Linked DNA regions of Mus musculus: regions 2 and 3 are each linked to region 1. Evidence: chromatin contacts called from public ChIA-PET and Hi-C data. All regions are on one chromosome and are shown on one strand. Each heading gives the region's core, a stretch centred on a gene start, on an enhancer-like site or on the middle of the called end of the contact. The rest is flanking DNA. Distances are from core to core; before and after follow the strand shown.

What was found. Hi-C and Micro-C count contacts between places; a contact is called where the count stands out from the background. ChIA-PET counts read pairs in DNA pulled down with a chosen protein or histone mark.
Region 2: a contact with region 1 is called in an RNA polymerase II ChIA-PET map of memory CD8 T cells, with 11 read pairs. The contact joins the promoter of Psmb8 here to the promoter of Kifc1 in region 1. A contact is called at or near these places in 2 of 39 promoter capture datasets (the C10 cell line and the HPC-7 cell line) and 2 of 115 datasets of contacts at active chromatin or transcription factors (embryonic stem cells and memory CD8 T cells).
Region 3: a contact with region 1 is called in a Hi-C map of the Ba/F3 cell line, with 3 times the contacts expected there. The contact joins the enhancer-like site here to the promoter of Kifc1 in region 1. A contact is called at or near these places in 2 of 39 promoter capture datasets (the C10 cell line and the HPC-7 cell line), 1 of 484 Hi-C or Micro-C datasets (the Ba/F3 cell line) and 1 of 115 datasets of contacts at active chromatin or transcription factors (effector CD8 T cells).

The regions. Positions count from the first base shown.
Region 1 is chr17:33,888,132-33,892,770 of GRCm38.p6, reverse strand. It overlaps Kifc1 (kinesin family member C1), which reads left to right and starts at 2,138. Exons shown (of 11, transcript NM_001195298.1): 1 at 2,138-2,293. The coding sequence starts at 2,276.
Region 2 is chr17:34,195,775-34,200,413 of GRCm38.p6, reverse strand. It overlaps Psmb8 (proteasome (prosome, macropain) subunit, beta type 8 (large multifunctional peptidase 7)), which reads right to left and starts at 2,219. Exons shown (of 6, transcript NM_010724.2): 1 at 1,869-2,219; 2 at 1,034-1,181; 3 at 732-843; 4 at 144-273. The coding sequence starts at 2,015. Tap1 (transporter 1, ATP-binding cassette, sub-family B (MDR/TAP)) reads right to left here. Exons shown (of 11, transcript NM_013683.2): 11 at 3,189-3,846. The coding sequence ends at 3,640.
Region 3 is chr17:34,168,612-34,173,250 of GRCm38.p6, reverse strand. No RefSeq gene overlaps it. Among named protein-coding and RNA genes, the nearest start is that of Psmb9, 16 kb to the left of the region's middle. Within about 2 kb of position 1,935, at least 97 of the 459 cell types and tissues checked have an H3K27ac peak or open chromatin away from gene starts, as enhancers often do. A contact at or near this core is called in the Ba/F3 cell line, the HPC-7 cell line and effector CD8 T cells, where this site is marked.

The sequences.
Region 1 (4,639 bases), core at 889-3,388:
TCGTTCTCCCAAATTCCTTCTCTGCAGAAAAATCTTTCAGATCTTCTGGGTGTGGCTGCTGCAATCCGGGACTGCTCTGCCAGCCAGCTGAAGACTGACCTAGCCCCCAACGAAGCCACTGAGATCACCTCCTGTGAGGATTTCGTCTTGCTCTGGTAAGCCTCTGTTATTCTAATTGATACATAAGGAAGATATTTGTTTTCCCTTTGTTGTCCAAATGTATCCTTCTCTGAGCTCTGTGATGGAGCTTTGGCTGCATCAGACAGTTTAGCAGCAGCAGGCCGTCCTTCCTGAGCCAGCTCCTATCCCAAGGCTGCAGGGGCCAGGTCAGTCCATCCCATGTGTAAAATCTCACAGGTTGGTTTACCTTGCTGTCAGGCTTCATGCCAAGAAAGATAAACTCCCAAAACAGGTTTCAGTAGAAGACAAACTCACATTTTGTCACACACTAAAACTTTTGCTTTTTTTCTAGAAAGTCACTAGGGAAATACTGTCTAGTTTAAAATTATAACCAGTTTGGCGAATTATAACCAGAAATTTTCTAGTGTCCCCCCATTAACATTTGTAGACTTGGAAACATCTCAAGTAAGGTCTTTGGGGGCTGTAGATTTAGAGTTTGGTGTCAAGAAACATACTATTTGGGCTGGAGAGATGGCTCAGTGGTTAAGAGCACTGACTGCTATTCCAAAGGTCCTGAGTTCAAATCCCAGCAACCACATGGTGGCTCAAAACCATCCGTAATGAGATCTGGCGCCCTCTTCTGGAGTGTCTGAGGACAGCTACAGTGTACTTACATATAATAAATCTTTAAAAAAAAAAAGAAACTGCTGGGTGTGGTTGCGCACGCCTTTAATCCCAGCACTCGGGAGGCAGAGGCAGGCAGATTTCTGAGTTCGAGGCCAGCCTGGTCTACAGAGTGAGTTCCAGGACAGCCAGGGCTACACAGAGAAACCCTGTCTCAAAAAACCAAAAAAAAAAAAAAAAAAAAAAGAAACATACTATTTATTTATCCAGTTATGTATGTATGTATGTGTGTGTGTGTGTTTCTTTATTTATTTAAGACAGGGTCTCTCTACAGAGCCTGGCTGCCCTGGAATTTACTTTGTAGACCTGGTTGGCCTTGAACTCAAGAGATCTGTCTGCCTCTGCATTCTGAGTACTGGGAACTGGGATTAAAGGCGTGTGCCACCAAGCCTGGCTTCTAGTTTTGTTTTGATTTTTTAATCTAAAAGATTGTTTATTGACCTGGGCATGGTGGCACAGGGTAGCCCTAGCATCTCTGAGTTCAAGGCCAGCCTGTTCTACAAATAGAATTCCAAGACAGTCAGGGCTACACAGAGAAACCCAATCTCGAAAAAACAAAATAAATATATATGTAATTTATGTGTTTTATATATATATATATATATATATATATATATATGCTTATATATATAATACGTACTATTGGGTATTATTTATATGTGTAAAGATATATGTTTATGTATATAATACATATTGTTTATGTATAATATATAATATTGGAGGCAGGAGGGGCACAGAAAACTTTGTGGCGAATTAGTTCTCACCTTCCACATTATATGAGTTTCAGGGATAACCAGTTTGCTATCCTCCCGGCCCTACTCTAGATTTATGACTTTATTACATCTCCAGATATGGGTTCCACTTTTTCTTCTTTGAGGACAGGTCAGCGCCATCAACCAGCTTCCACTTTTCGGACCTGAGAAAGTGGACCAAGAGCGACCTCGGTGTAACAGTCTCCAGTCTACAGGGTTGGCGAGGAGGTGTGCAAGTTCAGCAGTATCCGCTAGGTGGCGCTCGCTCCGCCCCGACCCCGCTCAGGCACATGCGTATTGCCTCCCCCACGCCACTCCTCCACACAAGCGCACTTCTGACGCAACCAGAGACCTCAGGAAGCCGCGCTCGGCGCTCGGGAGGGGGAGAGGGAGAAAAGAGGAAGAGCGGATCCGGAAGTAGGATCCAAGGGGTCTAGTTCTGGTGCTCTAGCGGACTAGAAGAGTCGCGACTCAGGGGGCGTGGCCCCGGAGGCGGAGGGCACCGTGATTGGCTCGCGACCGCGGCGCCGGCGCGGATTGGCCTCTGCGGATTGAAGTGCGTTGACTGCGCGGAGGTTGAAATTCAAAAGTGGCGGGTGTGGCTGATTGGCCTGGCTCCTGGACAGCCTGGCTTCGGCGTTTTGCGGCGCGAGCCCTTGAGAGGACGCGGGTCTCATCGTCCTGCCTGCTGCCTTTGCACCCTTTCTGTGCGGACCACCATGGACGTGCAGGCGCAGGTGAGTGCGGCGGAGACGACCTCGCGCCAAGATCGGAGGACGCAGGCCGGCCGCCCGGAGACCCGCGTCCCGGGGACAGGTCGGGGCAAGCCGTCCTGCAGGGGAGGGTCGCACCGCCTCGCGCCCAGGACACCAGCGGCCGAGTCAGTGAGGGCAACACACACACACACACACACACACACACACACACACACACGGCGAGGTCCCAGGACAGTCGCAGCGACGTTGGCCCGCCATTCCAGTCGTGCAGGCGCGACCATCCCGTGTCCCTTATCCCCCTCCAGCATTTCCCATTTCGAATTCTCAAGCGGATTCGACATGTTTGTGCTTCTCAGTTCTTACAGATCGCCTTGTGGGAGAAGCGAGGGTTCTGAAAGAGGCCTTGTCGCTTGTCCGCAAAGTACCTTTCTTGCTGATGACCTGTTGTGTTGCTGCTGGATCGGGATAGAGGAAGGGGAGAGGAGAAATGGGGGCATCGGCCCAGAGGATCCTTATTCCCTCGCCTGCCTCTTCCTTTTGCTCATTTGGACTGCTGACTAGTTTATGGGGGTGCCCTTCTTCACCACAAGCATCTGAGGCGTATGTGTGTGGCAATTAATGGACTGATCTCTCTGGTGTCAGGAAAGACCGGCCTGCATTCTTTGTTTACCAGCATTTCAGTCTAGACTGACTCACAGTCGGTGTTCAGCTTGAAGAGACTTTCTGGTATACTCACAGCCAAAAGGGAGAGCACTGCACTGTGACAGGTGACAGTTAAAAAGTAAAATAGTTTTTCTCAGATTTGTTCCTGCAGTATTTGCCAAGCATCTTCTGGCCCTGCACAGCTGTACTTATGTAGGAGACAGGAGTCCTAGCTACCAGTGAGCTGACACTCCCTGGGGAGACAGACATAATACAATTTGTATCTCTATTGGGAGGGAGTGAAGGACAGTAAAGGTTCAAGCAGATGGAAGGGGAAGAAGAAAGCTAGGAGGAACAACATTAACTAAGGTATGGAGAGTTAAAACTGGAAGGAAGAGGTCTGTGGTGCAGTGCTAGGCGAGCATCCAAGAAACACCTGGGTCTATAGTCCCCTGAACCAAAAGCAACGAACCATCCTGAAGTCAGTTGTGCACCTGAGGTCACCTGTGTGGAGGCTCAGACCAGAGCTTGGAGATTCAGGCCAGTGATACATTGTCTCAAAAAAAAAAAAAAAAACCAATATAAATTTGACCTAGTAACCTGAAGCTGGTAGCATGCCCAAGAATAGCAGGGTTTGCTTGCTGATTTGTTGTTGTTGTTTTGTTTGTTTGTTGTTGTTGTTTTGTGGTTTGTTTGTTGTTGTTTTGTGGTGGTGGTAGCTGTTTTCCCTGTGTAACCCTGGCTGTCCTAGAACTCACTCTGTAGACCAGGCTGGCTTAGAACTCAGAGATCTGCCTGCCTCTGCCTCCCGAGTGCTGGGGTTAAAGGTGTGCGCCATCAGTGCCCAGCTGTACTGTGTGTTAAGTGTGTCTGAGAGAAGAGGTCCTTGTGTCTCCCTTTCGGCAGGGAGAGAGAGATTTATACTGGTTAGAGTTGTCCAGAAAAAGCATGAAAAACATAAAAGGTAGTGCTTTTCAATTACTCAGTAATAAAGTTGGGTTTTTTGTATTTTGAAATAGGGTCTTACCATGTTACTCTGGCTAGTCTAGAACTGGCTAGAACTGGTGTACCCACTGCTTCTGCCTCCAGAGAGTTGGGATCACCGCTCTTGGCTTTGTTATTGTTTACTTTTTTTTTTTTTAAGGAAAATGTATGAGAACCAATTTAGTGAACCATCTTTTTTTTTTTTTTTTTTTTTTTTAAATCGCTGTCAAGGTGTGACTTTTTACATTATGGTGTAACATTGTTCTCTACAAACTCTGCCTCCCTCATAGCTTAGCCTGGGATGCATATGGCTGTGGCAGCTAAGGAATTGGTTACTGTACTGGCTAATTTGTGTCTACTTGACACAGGCTGGAGTTATCACAGAGAAAGGAGCTTCAGTTGGGGGAATGCCTCCATGAGATCCAGCTGTAAAGCATTATCTTAATTAGTGATCAAGGGGGAAAGGCCCCTTGTGGGTGGGACCATCTCTGGGCTGGTAGTCTTGCTCTCTTCTATAAGAGAGCAGGCTGAGCAAGCCAGGGGAAATTAGCCAATAAAGAACATCCCTCCATGGCCTCTGCATCAGCTCCTGCTTCCTGACCTGCTTGAGTTCCAGTCCTGACTTCCTTGGTGATGAACAACAATGTGCAAGTGTAAGCCGAATAAACCCTTTCCTCCCCAACTTGCTTCTTGGTCATGATGTTTGTGCAGGAATAGAAACCCTGACTAAGATAGTTATTT
Region 2 (4,639 bases), core at 970-3,469, 310 kb before region 1:
TAAATAAATGAATTTTAAAAACAAAAACAAAAGACAGCACACTTTGGTAAACATCAAAACCTGGATCAAGCATGGGGGAGGGGAGGGTTCAATGGGTAAGACACCTCGGGGGGGGGGGGGGCTCACAGACATAGGCCACCCACCTTCTTGTCCCAGCCACAGATCATGCTGCCCATGGAGAGGCCCATCCCCCGGTACTGCAGCATCATGTTGGAAAGCAGCTTGGATGCTGCAGACACGGAGATGCGTTCCCCATTCCGAAGATAATACAACCTGTACGATCGATCGAGGAGGAGGAGGAGAGAGAAGGAGGCCTCAGGGGCGGCAGCTACACCTGCATTCATTTTCTCCCATAGCACGAGGGAGCAGGGATTGTAGAGATGAGTGTTTGGAAGGTATGGACTTGTGGGACGGGACATAAGAGTAAAGGAGAGTTTGGGAATTTAAAATCTCTGATCCGCATTTTAAAAGCCTAGTAAATGATACCACCCTGCAGGTTAAGTGACTGCCAGATTATCTGGTTTATAAGCAGGGACCCAGGCTAGGATTTGGGAGATTTTTAATCACATGAAGGAGATATATATATATATATATATATATATATATATATATATATATATATATATCCCTTATGGTTGCTAAAATGGATCACCCGATGGGGGTGTAAGTGACCTGGGACATGGTGGGGACGGGGGAGGGGCTGAACAAATGAGATGATAAAACCGGCCTACCTGCACTCCTTGGCCAACAGCCTCTCCCAGTACTGGCAGTCGGCTGCACAACCAGACATGGTGCCAAGCAGGTAAGGGTTAATCTCGATCACTTTGTTCATCCTTAAGGAGCCTGGAAGAGTTTTGAGATCAAAGAAATGAGCCCACAGCTCCCCACCCACCCCTCACCCCCCATCCCACCCCCACCCTCAGTGTGCTATAATGCCAGCTCTGTCTGAACTTCGGCCCAGGCCTTCTGCTCTACTGAGGGAACAGCTCCACGAGTCGGACCATTGGAGCACACATGGAGCACACATACTCACTAATGTAACTCCCTGCAGTGGCCCTGGAGTCCACAGCCACGATGACGCCATGCTGGAACTTGAAGGCGAGTGTGGTTGTGCCGTGGGCCATCTCAATTTGAACATTCCTTTCCTGGTCACCACCAAAGGACCTCAGGAATGCGGTGGGCTAAGAGATGCAAGAGGCAGAGGGGCACCTCAGTGCTAGGAGGCTCCTGGCAGGGTGGCAGAGTGAGGAGGGGTCTGCAGACTCTAGATGTCAGTAGCTCCGAAGAAAGAAAAGCAGGATTTAAGCCCACCAGCTTTCTGCTTTCCAGCACGTGGGAACAAAGGTCATGGTAGGCGACTTCAAGGTGTTTCCTAATCCGTGGCTCCTTTGGTTCTCGAAAGCACATTTTAATAACTTGCTCTCATTTTACAGTAGAGGGGCTTGAGACCTAGGCCATCTAATGTGTCGTAGGACACACAGGGTGGGTTGCTGAGACCAAGTAAGGCCACCAAAGTTCATAGGTCTTCCAAGACAACTGTACAGCCCCTGTAGTAGTTAGCAGTGAGTCTGTGGAAGGCATGGTGGTCTGTGCACTGTGTCTTGGGATTGGCACCAACCATCTTCTCAGTCTCGCTGTCTCAACTCCGTGCGTGACTCTCTCTCCTTCTGTCCCTCCCCCACCCCTTTCTCCCGCCTTCCCATGCCTTAATCTCCACGTTGGTTCTTCAGGGCTAGCCTCGATGCTGCTCTCCTGGACGGCCCCTCCTGGCGTCCTCACCTCCTCAGACCCAGGCAGACACTCCTTCCTCTGTGCCACCCACCACCACCCACCTCCTGCATCTCTCCAGAACGCCCTACAGTCCTCACCTGCATTCCCCGGGGAAGTGCGAGCTCCGGAGCTTGCGCGGAGAAACTGTAGTGTCCCGGGTCCGAGCGACCCCCGCTTCCCGCATCCAGGGCAGCCCACTCGGGCCGCTGCCCCCGAGCGGCACCGCACAGATCCAGTAACGCCATGACCACTTGGCCCCGAAGATCCGTCGACTCTGCGACAAGGAAGTGAAAGCGAAAGCCACAGTACCAAGGGGAGGGAACCAGTCCCCCACCCCCATCCCCTGCCCTTTCCGAGTAGAGCCCAGTTAATGGGTGTCTGAACTAAAACAATGTGTTGGGGACGAGTTTTCCTGCTGCCACATCAGTGAAACCAGCTAGAGAATGGGCTGTGGGGTGGAAGAAGAGGTGCGCCTTCGGAGGCCGCCTAGCAGTGGGGTGCGTGAAGACCCACAGGCGGGGGACGGGGGGGGGCATCTTCTGGGAACAGCGGAGGACTGAATAGGGTCCTATCTCCTAAAGAGGTTGTCTAGAACGTTGGAACCTGAGAGGAGTATTGAGCAGATCCACCTAGGCGTGCGTCCTGGGGATGGGGGCAGCACTCAAATAAATGAGCATCATTTTATAGAAACTGGAAAATGCGATAAATGGATGCACAGGGGTCTTTAGGTCCTGGGACAACCAGGAAAAAACGGAGAAAGACGAACCAAGGAGAGGACTCAGTCGGGCCTTTTCATGTGTCCCTCCTAGGGCCCCTCTTGGTTCAACAGTCTCACTACCCTGAGCCACCCACGAGGACGCGCCCTTGCCCGGGGCTGCTCACGTCGCGCAAGTCAGGGCTGCGCGCTCCTTCCTTGAATCCTCAACCCCACCTCTTCTTTGCAACCTTTATGGACATTATCTGCCCAGGAACTGCTGACGTCACACACCGGGCCCTCCCTGAATGGAAGAGATTTACTGGCTAATCCTATCCATTTCATTGAGATTATCCCGGCGTGTGCCGCTGAGGAGAAGATGAAAGAATCTGAACGGGCGGGCGAGGTTATCCAGTCTGATTTTCTGGGGTCCCCACCCGCGGCGCTACCGCGCTTCCTCCAGCCTCAGCGAGGAAGAGAAGGACTCCAAGATGCAGTTGCTGCTGCCTTGGGGTGCGGAGAGGGAGGGGCTGCCGCCCGGTCCAGCTCAGCACTAGGAGTCCGTGGGTGAGCAGTAAAGAGAAATGAGAGCCCCAGGAAATAAAAGCTGATGGACCCAGAAGTAAAACAGAATTCTGAAGAAGAACGGGACACTGTCCTGGGGGGGGGGGGGGGGCTGACTAACTCAGCTAGGACTTTGCGGGAGCTAAGAAACGGGAGAAGCCACAGTACAAAACACCAGTTTTATTACAAATATCAAACACCCATAGAACACCCAAATGCCAGCCTATGCCTTTGGTTAATTGCAAGCTGCTTGTCCTTTCTCTCTGTACACTTTGGGCGTTTCTTCTCATTCTATCACAACGCCACATAAACCAGGTTTGTGTGTGCATGCTGTGATACAAGCTCAGCACCGGGAGGGTGGAGACCGGAGATTTAGCAGCTCAGTGTTGGTGTGAGGTACCTGAAACCCCGTCTAATAGGGAGCGGGTCGGGGAAACACATTCGTGGTAAATTCCGGGTATCTCCTAGAGTTTACATTTTCTCATGTAACAAGCACCTCCGCTCCTCAACTGTCTCCGTGGGTGTGGTAATATCTTTGCTCCCAGGTTCTCTGTCACACAGAGTAGAGGACAGGAGGGGGACAGCACGCAGTGTGCAGTCCAGAGGCCTTGTCAGTCTGCAGGAGCCGCAAGAGCCTCTACCATGGCCCGGTAGCACCCTCCTCTCTTCATGAGCTGCAGGTGGGTGCCCTGCTCGCCGACAGAGCCTTCTCTGAGAAAGAGGATGTGGTGGGCCTGCTCTGCCAGGCTGAGCTGCTGGGTGATAAGAAGAACCGTCCGAGAAGCCCGCTTGGGGCTCTCATACAGGAGCCGCTGGACCTGGAGAAACACACAGACATTACAGTTCAGGGGACCCCTGTGCTTCCAGGGCTGGGACACATTGTCGATATCCCTGGTCTGCAGCACCCCTCCAAACCTATGACTTGTTAAGATGTCCTCACAAGAGGGGGGTACAGAGAGAGAGAGAGCGGAAGCATGATGGGGGAGGGGACTGAACAGTCTCTCATCTCTACCCATAAGCTGGGAAATTTGAAAAGGAAATTATTCTTCTCCCATATATTACATCCCGACTGCTGTTCCCCCCTCCTCTCCTCCCAGTCCCTCCTACTCAACCCCCTACCTCTCCTCGATTGCCCTTCAGAAAAAAGCAGGCCTCCCAAGGACACCAACTGTCTTGGGAGATGGCATACTAAGTGAAGTAAGACTAGGGTCTCCTCGTCCAGCCTTAATATGTGGAAATTTTTTTACGTTCCAAAAAACATATATTAATTTATGCTTTGAGAATTTCATATATGAATATAATGAAATATAACCATACCACCTCCCGTTTCCCTCCTCTTCCCCCCCCCACCCACCCCACATGTCACCTTTCCTATGTCATACAAATTTTTAATAACCCACTAATAAGCTGAGAAAACATTTTGTAATTTGTTTTTATTTTATGTTCATTGACGTTTTGCTTGTGTGCAGGTGTCAGAAACCCTGGAGCTGGAGCTGCAGATGGTTGTGAGCTGCCATGTGGGTGCTGAGAATTGAACCCAGGTCCTCTGGAAGAGCAGCTAATGCTCTTAAAACTAATGCTATTAACTGCTGAGCCACCCCTCAGCCCCTA
Region 3 (4,639 bases), core at 686-3,185, 280 kb before region 1:
GAGCGAGGAGTTGAGGAGACAGAGAGAGAGAGGTCTGAGGAGAGGGAGAACCAAAATGGAGGCTGACATGATGTTATCAAATGGTTAGAATAATTGGGTTAAAGCTTTACCATTATCATTTAGCTCTGAAATTATTGTATTGGCATTTTGTAAATTGTGTTATTAATGACACATAAATCTGATTGACTAATTAAGCATTAAGAGTCTTGATTCTACCAGGTAATTAGGTATTGAGATGGCTAACCAGGGCTGTGTGGGGCATTGTGTGAAAGTGAGAGGAACTCGGGGGCCCATCTGAGAGATGGCCCAGTGCGAGCCGTGTGGCAGGGCTGGTGAGTTGGTGGCAGAGAGACTGAGCGAGCGAGATCACCTGGCACAGGGGCTAGCTCTAGAGAGTTGTTGGTGGCAACAGGAGCGCAGGAGCATGGCCTGGCCCCACTGAGAGTTGGCGGGTTCATTTTTTAATATTTCTTGAAACACACAGCAACCTGTAACTTCAGCTCCAGGATATCTGATGCCCTCTACTGGCCTCTGTGGGCACTGCACTCAGGTGCACATACACAGAAGCACACATAAAAGTAAAAATCAAAACTGAGTCTCTAAAAATTATGTTTTCAAAAAGTGTTTCAATTCAACTTCATGCATTGTGGTGGTCTGAGTGACTATAGCTCCCATAAGCGCACATTTTTGAGTGCCTTATCCCCAGTTGGGGAAGGTGTTTGGGAAGGATTAAGAGGTGTGGCCTTGGAGGAGGTGTGTTAGCTTTGGGTGGGGTGGACTTCAAGGTTTCAGAATCCCAGGCCACTCCAAGTTAGCTCTCCCTGCCCCACCTCTGCCCCCTGCTTGTGAACCAGGTGTGAGCTCCCATCCACTGCTATGGTGCTAAGCCATTTTGCCTGCTGCTATCGTCCCTGAAACTGTAAGCCCCAATAAACTCTGCTACAAGTTTGCCTTGGTCATGATGCTTTGTCGTGGCAATTGCAAAGTAATTAAGACGTGCATTCACCATTTCTTCTATCTGGCTTGTCTTAAGACTCAGATGAAATGAGACAGGGTGGCACACACCTGCAATCTTAGCATTTGGGAGAGTAAACAGGGAAATTTTAAGTTCAAAATCAGCCTAGGTGTCAGGCATGGTAGCATATACCTTTAATCCCAGCACTCTGGAGGCAGAGGCAGATTGATCTCTGAGGTCAAAGCCTGCCTGGTCTACAAAATGAATTTCAAGACAGCCAGGGCTACACAGAGAAACCCTGTCTTGGGGGGGGGGGGGGAATCTAAGAAAGAAAATATTCAGATGAGTTTTTTAAGACATTTTAATTTGACATGCATGAGTGTTTTGCCTGTGTGTATATGCAGCATGGGGTGGGTATTTCTCTCTCTCTCTCTCTCTCACTCTCTCTCTCTCTCTCTCTCTCTCTCTCTCTCTCTCTGTGTGTGTGTGTGTGTGTGTGTGTGTGTGTGTGTTGCTCATGGAGGCCAGAGAGAGTTCAGATTCCAGGAACTGGAGTTACAAACAGTTGTGAGGGGCTGGGGACCAAACCTGGGTGCTCTGCAAAAGCAGCCATCTCTCCAGCCCCTCCGGTAGATTTTTAAGTCCCCTGCTACAGTCTGATAGGAGGCAATGTCAGCTTAGATGTGTAATTTCCTTTCCGTTGTTCTATTTCCTACAAACATTCTTTGCCCTCAATGAAAGCATATGCAGTCGCTAAAATACTGGTAACATTCTACCCAGAGAAACGTTACCTTAGCGTTAAATATCCTCATTTAATTTCTGTTGCTGTAATAAACACCATAATCAAAAGCAAGCTGGGGAGGAAAGGGCTTATATGGTTTCCATATCCTGTTTCCGGTTTATCTTTGAGAAAAGTCAAGGCAGGAACTGAAGTAAGGCGTGAGCGGAACGCTGCTTCCTACCTACCCACGATTCACTCGCTTTGTCTTTTCAGAAACCCACGCCCACCTTCTCAGGGGTGGCACCGCCCACAGTGGGCTGTGCCCTTCCACATCAACCATTAATCAAGAAAATGGCCCACAAATTTGTCCACCGGTCAATTTGATGGATACATTTTCTCAATTGAGGGTCCTATTCCCTGTGTCAAAGTTAACACAAAACTAACCTGTACACCAAGCAAGATTTGAACTCTTGTTTTGCTTGTCTTCTCTTTTCCGGGTCTCCCCCCCCCCCAACACTTTAAATTTGATATTAGGATCGCTCTTTTAATAAGGACTAAGAAGTACCTAATTGTGTCAGGCTGAGTCGTGAGAGCACATGTCTTTGGCGCCACCTAGTGGACAAATGTGTAGTGGCTACCCAGTGAGAAAATCCACAGGTTTGGAAGTGTGGAGAGCTTGGTTATTTTATTATCCTGAATCCAAGGTATGAAGTTGAAAACAGCAACAGCTAAAGGAGATTCCAAAGAAAACCAGCCACCGTTTTCTAATCTCCACAGAGAGTGGAAGTTAGCCACCGTTAGAATCTTTGCCTCTATAGCAAGCGGATGGAATCTAGTGCCAGCAGAGCATTAAGTGTGAGCTGTCTCCCAGATAAACGCCTGCAGTCACCTACTCAGCCTGACACACCCAGTCTCCAGCATTTACTTAAAGGATAGCTTTGCCTGTGTGCTGACATCCCTGTATCACTAAAGTCCTAATTTACCAAATTTTCACTGTGGCCACAGAATTCCTTGGGTTTTTCAGCTTCTATTTTATTAACAAAAAACATTCCCTCTCAGATCAAAGGAATAAGAGATTTTGTTTTTCTGAACCTAATATAAGTAGATGGCCACAGTCCAGGGACAACGGCTCAGTTTGCCCTGTGGCAGGAAGACAGTTAAATAAGCGTTTTGATAGGAAGTCATAAATCAAGCCACCCGCCAAATACATTAGTAGGGATGTCAGGGCAAGTGGGTTACAGCAAAACAAGAAGTCTTTCTCTGCTGTAGATTTCAGGTACTATCTTATGGCACTCTGAGTTTGGGGATCAGTGGAAACCAGCAGTTTGCTAAGTTAATATACTCAAAATATTTTTCCCCTCATAGTTGAAAGGGTTATGATTGACAGCTTTAACCATCAACTTTACATGACTCACAATAACTTGGGAAGGGACTCTCAATGAAGGATTTTACACTGGGTTGGCCTGTGGGCATGTTTGTGAGGGGTTGTCTGAAGTTAATTGATATGGGAAGACCCAGCCCACTGTGGGTGGCACCATTCCCTAGGCAGGCATCCTGAAGCTCGTAAGAGCAGAGATGGTGAGCTTACCATAAGCAGGCAACACGCATACATTCCTTTCTCTCTGCTCTTGACTGAAGGTGTGAAGTGACCAGCTATTTCAGATTGCCACCTTACCTCCCCACAATGATAGACGTCACCTGGAATTGTCAAAACCTTCCTCCTATTTTTTGAGGGGGATGATCAGGGTATTTTTCCATCAACAGAAATGATTCTAGTTCAGGATGTCACATCAGCTTCAGAGGTGGACTCCAAATGACTTTAAGAATACTAAAGAAAGTGACTGATAAATAAATCTGACTTTAGAGCTTCAACTCCACAGCTCTCCACAATCAGGGAGTTCTAATCAGTAGGTCAACCTTACAGAGACTTGGACAATGGTGTGATTTCTTTTCTAGGAATATTCAAGAAATGATCTCTCATTCCACTGAGTCTGAGGCTGCCCAGAAACATCCACAAAAGGAGAGTTTAAATTTCCATTTAAAAATCATTAACAAGTTGTAGCCTGTAGGTGTCAGCAAAGACTGACAATGGGCAGGAAACCTGGCTGACCAGCGGGTGCAAAGCGGGTGTTCAGGGTTGATTCTGCCTTGTGTCTCTTTTTCCTGAGTGTGTGTGTGTCTGTCTGTCTGTCTGTCTGTTTCTCTCTGACTCTATCTCTCTCTTTCTGTATGTGTCTGTTTCTATGTCTCTCTGTGTCTCTCTCTCTTCTCTCTTTCTCTGCTGCCTCTGTCTCTGTTTGTCTCTGTGTGTGTCTGTCTATCTCTCCTGTCTCTTTCTGTGTGTGTGAGAGAGAGAGAGAGAGATGTGTCTGTCTGTCTGTCTGTCTTTCCCTCTGTGTCTGTCTGTCTATCTCTCCTATTTCTCTGTGTGTGTCTGTCTGTCTGTCTCTCTGTCTGTCTGTCTTTCTCTCTGTGTGTGTCTGTCTGTCTCTATGTCTCTCTGTGTCCCTCTCTTTCTTTCTTTCTGTGTGTGTGTGTGTGTGTATGTGTGTGTGCCTATCTATCTCTCTGTCTCTCCATCTCTGTCTCTCTCTCTGTCTCTGTGTGTGTGTGTGTGTGTGCATGTGTGTGTGTGTGTGTGTGTGTGTGTGTGTGTGTGTGTGTGTGCATGTAGCTATAACATGATCCCCAAATACACCCCGGATAGTCCTTGATGGATTTTTATTCTCTTTACTAACCAGGTTAAGAATTCCAGGGTTGTCCTTATTTCTAAAAGTTTGTTTTTATTTTTGATAAAATTAGCTGCTCCATCATATGTAGGCATGTGTTGTTTTCTATTTTATTTGTGTTTTTAACAATTATTTATTCACTGGGAGGGAGCAGTGCACACATACCACAGTGAGTATGGAAATCAGAGAACAACTTGCAGGAGCTCTTTCTGGGGTCAGCCCTGGGTCTGTAAC